Linked DNA regions of Sus scrofa: all the other regions are linked to region 1. The links are chromatin contacts, called in public Hi-C maps. All regions are on one chromosome and are shown on one strand. The core of a region is the stretch at or near the end of the contact, and the rest is flanking DNA. Distances in the headings are between cores, read along the strand shown. Region 1 holds the start of KLF6 (Kruppel like factor 6). Region 2 has its middle 99 kb from the start of KLF6. Region 3 has its middle 67 kb from the start of KLF6.

Region 1 (2,781 bases), core at 127-2,626:
AAAAGTCTAGTCGTTAACCTTGGTGAGAGTCCTGGAACCTTCTTGAAATGAGGACTGCCCTGTGGTGACAAGTAAAAGGACACTTTCCAGACCCCAATTCCCACATTTTAGATTCACCTGGGAAGCGTGTTCCAAACACAGTGGCTAGGACAGCCCCTACCCCCAGCTCCGATTCTGCAGGTCTGGGGCCAAACTCCGGAAAGTGCATTTCTGAAATGTGGGCAACTGGTACCATGCTGTTCTGAGAGCAGTTAAGGCACCCTCATTTTTTGCCCCCTTCATAAGGGGCCCAAATTTTTAAAAGAAAAATGTGGTCTCATAGAATCAAAACAAGCAGGTCCAACGTGGGTCTCCCCAGCCATTCTGATCCTTTCCCTGCAGGTTCCGCAGGCATCTGGGGGCACAGGTGGGTCCCCCAAGTGTGTGTCCTTTCCACGGGAAGGGGGCGGAAGGAGGGAGCTCAGAGGCACGCACCACAGCGGCTCTGGAGCATCTCAGGCCCCTCCCTGCCCACCTTCCTGCCCCGCCACCCCCCCACACACACCTGTGGGGATGCTCTGTCCACCACACCTGGGTCGCAGGGGCCAACTTAGGACTGCGGGGTATGGAGCAGGTACAGAAGGGGACTGATGGGGAGGGGTGACAGGAGACAAGGGCGGGGAAGAGGGGGAAGAAAGAAGGGGACGGAAGACGGGGATACAGGGAGGACCGAGAGGGAGGAAGGGACGGCGGGGGCCAGAGAAGGGCAGGTCGGCCCGAGGCTGGAGGGGAGGGGCGGAGGGACCCCGTCTGGCTCCCCTCAGCCCCGCGGCGGCGCACTGAGCCGCTGAGCCGGGGGCAGGGGACAGGGCCCGGATGACCGGCGTGAGGAACGCGCGGGCCCGGGCTGCGGGGACCAACCCGGGTGATGGGGACGAAGACTGGGACCAGGACGACGGGGGTGCGGGGACCGGGGACGGGACGGAAGGGACACCCGGCTCCCTCGGCCCGGCAGCGGCGCACTCAGCCGCTCGGCCGCGCACCTCCCAGCACCGACTCCTCCGGCGCGCGGCGGCCCGCGCCTTATATACCCTGCTAAAAATAGCCTGCGAAGCCGCTTTCCAATCAGAGCCGGCCGAAGTTCGAATTCAGCCAATGGCGAGGGCTGTGATGGAGAGGCTCGGTCACGCCAGGCGGGGCCGCTGTGAGCCGCCGCCCGCCATTGGCCGAAGCTGACATCATCTTCGCGCAGCCCCCGGGCCAGGCGCGGCGTGATTGGGCGGTGCGATGGGCGGGCGAGGGCGAGTCACGTGGGGAGGGGAGGAGGGGGCTGGGCGGGGAGGAGGGGAGGCTGGCAGAGGAGCTTTGAATAGGGAAGTTTTGCAGGGGTTACGTTTGCAGTCAGTCCGGTGTTTGCAAATATTGTGTGGGCTCGAGAGTGCGTCTCCGGGCTCCGGCAGGATCCGAACCCGCGGCGCCTAATTGCTGCGCACTGAGTTTGCATGAACTTCCCCGGCGCTGCAGGCACGACTGCTGCGCTCCCGACTCCAGACCGCACACCTCCCTGTTTTTACAACAGCAGTGACTGTCTTTTCCAACCCGACATGGATGTGCTCCCAATGTGCAGCATCTTCCAGGAACTCCAGATTGTGCACGAGACTGGTTACTTCTCGGCGCTGCCCTCCCTGGAGGAATATTGGCAACAGGTAAATAGGAATTTTCGTGGGCCAGGTGCCCCGGTGTGCCGAGGAGGGAGTGCATGCACGCACCGACAGGACGGTGTGTGGTTGGAGGTGCATTTCTTCTTCTTCTTTTTTTTTTTTTTTTTTTTTTTTTAGTGGTTTGGGCAAATTTTTTTAAATTAAAATAATTAGTCCTAAAACGTACTTCTCCTGCCTCCGGTGAGGAAGGCACTTTAAAGAGGCCTTTACGGCGTGGAGCGGAGTTGACATTTGAGTGGGGCGCAGCAGCGCTTGGTCACTCCGAGTGTTTTTGCCCGTTTCTGGGGCTTATGAACTACCAGCTCCGGAGGGCAGACCCAGCTCCGCGGCCTGATCCCGGCCCCAGCCCTTGGCAGAAGTTTGGTGCTTGTACCAGCTCCAGACTCCACAGCTGGATCTGGTCATATGAACTTGCATGGACTGCCAAGGGTGTTGTTGTTGTTGTTGTTGTTTTTAAGGGATTTTGTTTTTGTTTTGCTTTTTGGTGTTTGTATGTAGAGGTGGTTTTTTGGTTTTGTTTTGGGTTTTGTTTTGTTTTGGTTTTTTTTTTAATTAAGAATTAAACCAGCAGAACATCCGCCAGCTCCTTTTCTCTAGCAGGCCATTTTCAATTTCTTAACCTTCTTTGGAATCCTTACGATTTGCCTCCATCTGCCTTGTTTTTCTTACCTGTTTCTTTCTTTGACCAGAGAAAGAAAAAAAAAAAGAAAGAAAGAAAGAAAAAAAAAACAGTGTTTGCACAAACAGTGACTTATCAGTCATATGACAATGAGCCGGTCCGTATTGCTTCAAGTCTGAGTTTGGGAAGAAGAGCCTGTTTCCGGCATTTTTTAGTGGGTCTGGAATTTGGGGCATTGGACATTTGAGAAACTTAATTTTTCCCCTTCTGATTCATTGGGATTGCCTGGAGGGAGGGAGATTCTGACACTTGTCCCATTGTCTTTAAAGGGTGGAAGGAGGTTTGGGGTTGTCTCTACCCTACGAGGCTGTTGGCTTTTTGTCACAAAGTGAATTAGCAGATCAGATATATTCCATGGGTTTCAAAGCCTAGAAGGCTTTTAGGGGAGATGAAATGCAAAGT
Region 2 (2,781 bases), core at 121-2,620, 99 kb before region 1:
ATTTGGAAACTTTTTTGGAAATGACACAGCAAGGATAAGAACCCAAGAGCATGCTAAAGGTACAAGACAGACTCTTATGTGCTAACAGTAACACTAGTTTACAAGGATTGAGCTGCTAGAATGGGACGGACACTGCTATTCCCTCTCTACGCAATATTATTCATCATTCCTGGGAGGGACAGGTCATTTTTTTCTAGATACAACAAATGAGAAAGCCGATTAACATGATCTGGTAGGTACTTGATCTTGGACATGAGAGAAGGTTGGATGCGTGTGGCAGGCACTCTGCTGAAAGCTTTTGATGACGAGGTAACACCATGTAATACTTATTTCACTGATGTGAGAGGTAAGGAATGAACCGCTTTGAGTGGACGCATTTCTCAGCCTCACCCAGACAAACAAGTGGACGCAAACCTGACTCTTTAATGTGGTTTGCGGCAAGCGCCTTTGTCCTTCTCCACTCCCGCGGCATCACTGCGCCTGTCTCAGGGCCCGAGAACACACATGGCAACCCCCCAGCTGTGTGAGCTTGGGCAAACAATTTAACCTCACTGTTCCTCGAGTGCCCATCTGTAAAATGGACTAATAGTAACAGCCCACACTGGAGCAGGTGTTACAAGGACCAGGTAGCGAAGTTGATGCTCTCAAAACCCTTGCAGCAGTGCCTGGCGCATAATAAGTGCTCAAGAACTGTTAGCCTATAAATTCCTGACTCATTATCATCACTCCATCTGAGCTGAGTGAAAGTCTCACCCAGAATAAATAGGCACAGAATTCAAGAACTTGACAGAGTTGCTTGGCGGCTCAGGGGTTAAGGATCCATCACGGCTCTTGTTCCGTCCCTGGCAGGGGAAGGTCTGCGTGCTGTGGGCGTGGCCAAAATAAATGAATAGGAGTTTGATGCGTTCTTATCTGCCCTCCTAGCCCTTCAGGAGCTGGCCACCCTCCCCAGCGAAGGTCATTGTCGGTTCTCCCGGAATTATGCTGCCCACTGCTCTGCCTGCACCCTCCTCCTCAGCTCTCTTTGGGAAACAGCAAAACCAGCTGCCAGGCACCAAAGGGCAGGCGGTCTCCCCCCACCGCCCAGTCCAGCCCTTGGCCTCTCGGTCAGTCGGTATTTTTGTCACATTCTCTGGAAACACTAAGGCGTCTCTTCCAGCATTTGCACCTAACGAAGCTTCTTTCTTTGGATGTGTGGCATTAGGCTTTCAGCCAGAGTACATCTGTGTTCATTCCGTTGGTGAAATTATATTTTAAGACCTTCCTAATTTTTTTTAAAAGAAAATGTGTCCTCTAAATACTAACTGGCAGGCAGGGTGCGGGGGCTGGGGATACAAAGGTGAATAAGGCAAAGTCCTCCCGTTTGCCGTTGTCCCCGTCTGCTAGGGAAAAGGACATCGCCACGGACCATCGAAGTGAGTCCTGGGACCACAGGTGTCCAGGAAGTGCCGAGGGGGAGGGCAGTGAGATCCCAGGAGCCCCCGAGCCCTGGTGGGCGTCCACGGGGGATTTGACTGTGGCCACTTTGGAGGGACGGGTATGTGAAGCCCAGACACCTCTTCCTTCCTCCCCACCCTCCGAGCACTCTGAGCCCGGGGCCAGGTAAGCTTGACCTCAGGAGACTTTGGAGGAGAACAGGGAGAGCGTGAGTCAATCCCCTTTACCTGCATAAAAAAGGCTCAAAGCATGTTTTTCCGGGGAGGATGATGACTGAGGGGGTCAGGGAAGCCCCTTCCTGCAGCTGAGAGCTCCTGGAGAAAAACCCCAGCAGTTCTGCCCCTGCGGCTCTGTCTTCCCGGAGGTAAAGACCAGAGGACTAAGCAGTGGAAAGGTCGCCAGCAAGAGAAACCACCCAGGAGTGGCTCAGCAGGTTAGGAACCCGACTAGTATCCACGAGGACGCAGGCTTTACCCCTGGACTCACTCAGCAGGTTCAGGATCTGGCGTTGCTGTGGCTGTGGTGTAGGCTGGCGGCTGCAGCTCTGATTTGACCGACCCTAGCCCGGGAACCTCCATATGCCACAGGTGTGGCCCCTAAAAAAAGAAGAGAGAGAGAGAGAACCCACTCAACAGGTCCCACGTCCCCCTGGAATCCCCGCCGGGTCTACCCTCGCCTGCAATCTCCCTGTGCATCGACTGCACCACTGAGGGTCCTGCTCAGATTGCCATCTCCGACTAACTAATCAGAAGGCGTGTGAGCCCCAGGAGAGGTCAGGACAGTCATAAAGCTCCAACCCACACCTGGCTTCTCGCTCAAGGAAAGGACTTGCAGTCTTCGATGGAGTCCTGTCAGCGCTTGCTCTGTCTTATCTCCTAAAATTTCAAATAGTTCTCGTAGTTGGCCAGAGAGTTGAGACCCAAGCGCCTGGAGTATTGTGTGCAATCCCCGCTTCCCCCTCCCTCTGCACTGCTCCCCTGACCGATTCCCCAAGATCAGACCCAGGTGAAGTAGAGGGGGAGCCATGCGGTTCTCAAGTTTTGGGGGGTCAGGTGTCCCCCCTCACAGTCAGGAGCTCATCTTTACCGTACATGCACCAGCCTAAGCCCACACACCCCACACGAATGTCCACGCCTGACTTTAACCTGAGTCTGGGGAGAAGACGATTCATGCAGATGCAGGCAGTGGTCCCTCCCGAGGTCCTAGGGGCCCACCAGGGCGAAGGAGCTCCAGGTTTGAAACCACTTGCTTTAGGTCCTGAAAGATACTCAGTCGCCTAATCACCTAATCACTCAGGGGGTTTCCTGCCCGCAGCACCCTCCCCCGCACCCTGAGAAACCATGT
Region 3 (2,781 bases), core at 127-2,626, 67 kb before region 1:
CAGTATGGAATTGCCTCAAAAGATCAAAACTAGGGCTACCCTATAATCCAGCAACCCCCCTCCTGGCATTTATCTGAAGGAAGTAAAATCACTATCTGGAAGAGATACGTGCAGTCTGGTGCTTGATGTGGCTTTATTCAAAATAGCCAACATTTGGACGCAACCTAAGTTCTTGTGGATGGGTAGATGGATAAAGAAAATGTGGGATAATAGCACAAAAAAGAAAGAAATCTTGCCCTTTGGGAAAACGTGGACGAACCTGGAGGACATTGTGCCGAGTGAAATAAGCCAGACGAAGAGAGACCAATACTGCACGAGTCTACCTACATGTAGAATCTAAAAAGCCAAACTCAGAGAAGCAGGGATGAGGATGGTGGGTATCAGGGGCCGTGGTGAGCGAAGTCTGGAGATGGGCCAGGGTGGAGACTTTCAGTTTTAAGAGGAGCAAATTCTGGGGATCTAATCTACAGTGTGGCGACACCCCCGAATCATACTACGTGCGCACTTGAAAGTTTCCAAGGGGGGAGATCTTATGTGTTCTCACCACACACACACACACACACACACACACACACACACTCACACACACAGCAACGATGTGAAGGCAATATGTTCATCAACTTGCTTGTGGTGATCGTGTCACAACCTACGCATGTACCAAACCACCACATGGTGCACCTTAAATATGGACAAGTTTTATTTGTCAACCATACCTCGGGGAAGCTGGAAAAAGTCAGTCATTTCTGAGAAAAACAACAAGCACAGCATATGCGTGATGAGGAAGGGGGTCTCTCTCTAATTTGTACCAAGACCCACATTGCCACTAAACCACAGACGGGTCTTGAGTGGTTGAGTGTGCATTACCGAAACGGTGAACTAGGTACTGGGGAGACACAAGTGTAATTTGCTGTTGACCTTCCAACAGGATGCCTCAGACCCAGCTATGCTTTGGTTTTTCTTCCTCTGAAGAGCTGCACGCCAATGGAGCAGATGGTGATTCGATCAGATGTCTATCCAGTGACTGCAATGCCCATGTTTAAATGAGACTTGTCAACCTTTCTACCTCTATTTCAATGACTGCGACCACGTCCTAGAATTACTCACTTTTAATTCTTAATCCAGTGGGTGAAAGTATACAGCAGGCATCCTCCTGAGCACACATGGCCTAGGTGAATCTCTGTTCCCACTGGTGGAGGAGAGGCGAGGAAGACCGCGTGGCAAGGAGGATGATGCCCACTCGGGTAGCAAGTGTTCACCCCGAACAAACCAGGCGCTGAAAGACCAGTAAATTATGTACAGGAGATCCAAGGAGACGTCTGGCCAGGCCGTGGGGATGACTAATTCTTTTTAGTAGCACATGGCCATTCTGAAGTTTCTGAGTGAGTCACATTTCCACTGTGGTTTTTCGCCATTTCCTTGTCTCACCAACTTTGAGAGTTAAACTCACATATTGAGAATTTCCTCAGAGGAAAATAAAATGATAGAGGGGTTGCATCTGCACCATAAAGGCAGAATCGCATGAGCTGCTGAAAAGATGGAACCAACCAGGAGAGGCCATAGCAAATGGAAACCCACTAAGAGAAAATGAAAGAAAAAGCCCTCAAAGACAGGCCAAAACTATATTTAAAGGCAACCCCAGTCAATCATTAAATAGCTTTTTTTCCCATTTATGGGGATTGAATAGGAACGTGAAGTTGAGTTTGGATAAGCTCTACAAATGGCAAGAAATGTTTCCATCTTTAAGCATAAAATCCAACTTTCTTTCATGGTCTTAAATGATAAAGTCATTCCCAGGCAACAAGGGCCTTGCCAGGGATGTACCTGCATATTACCTGGATGTTTGGCCCTGATGTTGGCGCTGCATGGAAGTAGCAGAATACATCTTTATAGTTTGGCTTTTCTATGTTTTCTTAAACTGGTGGGTAGAGGAAAACACAACCTCCCGGAGACCTTGAGTCTGATGGAAGGGCTCCCTCCTCCACCACCCGAGCCCCTCGCCTGCAGGGGGTCCTTTCTGTCCCACTGGTTCTCTTTCCACAGCCAATGAGACCTGCAAAGAGATGGGGCCTTGGCTCTGGTTCCCAGCACGCATCTCCAAAACCAGGCCTTTGCTTTCTTCCTCTCGACTCATAGGCTCTCTTCTTCCTTTGCTCTTTGATCCAAGCAGTGGGACTCTTTGGAAGTTTCCAGCTCTGTCTCTCTCCTGCCCTCTGAATTCTGACAGCATTTGCTGTTCGAATCACTCTGAGGCCTTCCCTTGATGCTTTGCATGTGGTCGTTTAGAGTCTCATGGGGAATCACCCACTAAACTCACTGGAGCGCTCAACAGGCCTGGACGTCATGGGGCCTGGGCTTTGGGTCCCCGTGTGTCCAGTGTTGGTTTGCTGGGGCTTCCGTAACAAAGACACGAACGACGTGTCAGACCTCTCCTGTCTCACTGTCCAGAGGCCAGAGTCCAAGGTCAAGTGCCCACAGGTTAATTTCTCCTCGAGGTTCCGAGGGAGAATCTGCTCCAGGCCTCTCTCCTGTGGCTGTGGTTTTCCTGGCAGCCTGCGGTTCCTGGGCTGGCAGACGCAGCCCCCAGTCTCTGATCTTACCGTCACGCAGTCTGCTTCCCCTGGGTGAGGCCGGGTCCTGATCCCCTTTCATAAGCACACGGGCCCCGCAAGGACCCCTTAACTTAATCCTCACTGTACAGACCCTGTCTGCACGTCAGGCCACAGCCTCAGGCCCTGGGTTGGGACGTCCACCTACAGCCCGACACTGGAGAGGCCTGGGAGG

What was found. A called contact is a pair of places that touch in the nucleus more often than the background predicts.
Region 2: a Hi-C map of liver shows a contact between it and region 1, with 4 times the contacts expected there. The contact joins the enhancer-like site here to the promoter of KLF6 in region 1. A contact is called at or near these places in 1 of 5 promoter capture datasets (liver), 4 of 47 Hi-C or Micro-C datasets (brain, embryonic fibroblasts and liver) and 2 of 2 datasets of contacts at active chromatin or transcription factors (alveolar macrophages and skeletal muscle).
Region 3: a Hi-C map of omental adipose tissue shows a contact between it and region 1, with 2.2 times the contacts expected there. The contact joins the enhancer-like site here to the promoter of KLF6 in region 1. A contact is called at or near these places in 1 of 5 promoter capture datasets (liver), 18 of 47 Hi-C or Micro-C datasets (alveolar macrophages, blood, embryonic fibroblasts and 8 more) and 2 of 2 datasets of contacts at active chromatin or transcription factors (alveolar macrophages and skeletal muscle).

Annotation. Positions count from the first base shown.
Region 1 is chr10:66,487,069-66,489,849 of Sscrofa11.1, forward strand. KLF6 (Kruppel like factor 6) reads left to right here and starts at 1,377. Exons shown (of 5, transcript NM_001134353.2): 1 at 1,377-1,685. The coding sequence starts at 1,584.
Region 2 is chr10:66,388,126-66,390,906 of Sscrofa11.1, forward strand. No RefSeq gene overlaps it. Among named protein-coding and RNA genes, the nearest start is that of KLF6, 99 kb to the right of the region's middle. Within about 2 kb of position 1,371, at least 2 of the 83 cell types and tissues checked have an H3K27ac peak or open chromatin away from gene starts, as enhancers often do. A contact at or near this core is called in liver, where this site is marked.
Region 3 is chr10:66,419,870-66,422,650 of Sscrofa11.1, forward strand. No RefSeq gene overlaps it. Among named protein-coding and RNA genes, the nearest start is that of KLF6, 67 kb to the right of the region's middle. Within about 2 kb of position 1,377, at least 14 of the 83 cell types and tissues checked have an H3K27ac peak or open chromatin away from gene starts, as enhancers often do. A contact at or near this core is called in alveolar macrophages, embryonic fibroblasts, omental adipose tissue and 2 more, where this site is marked.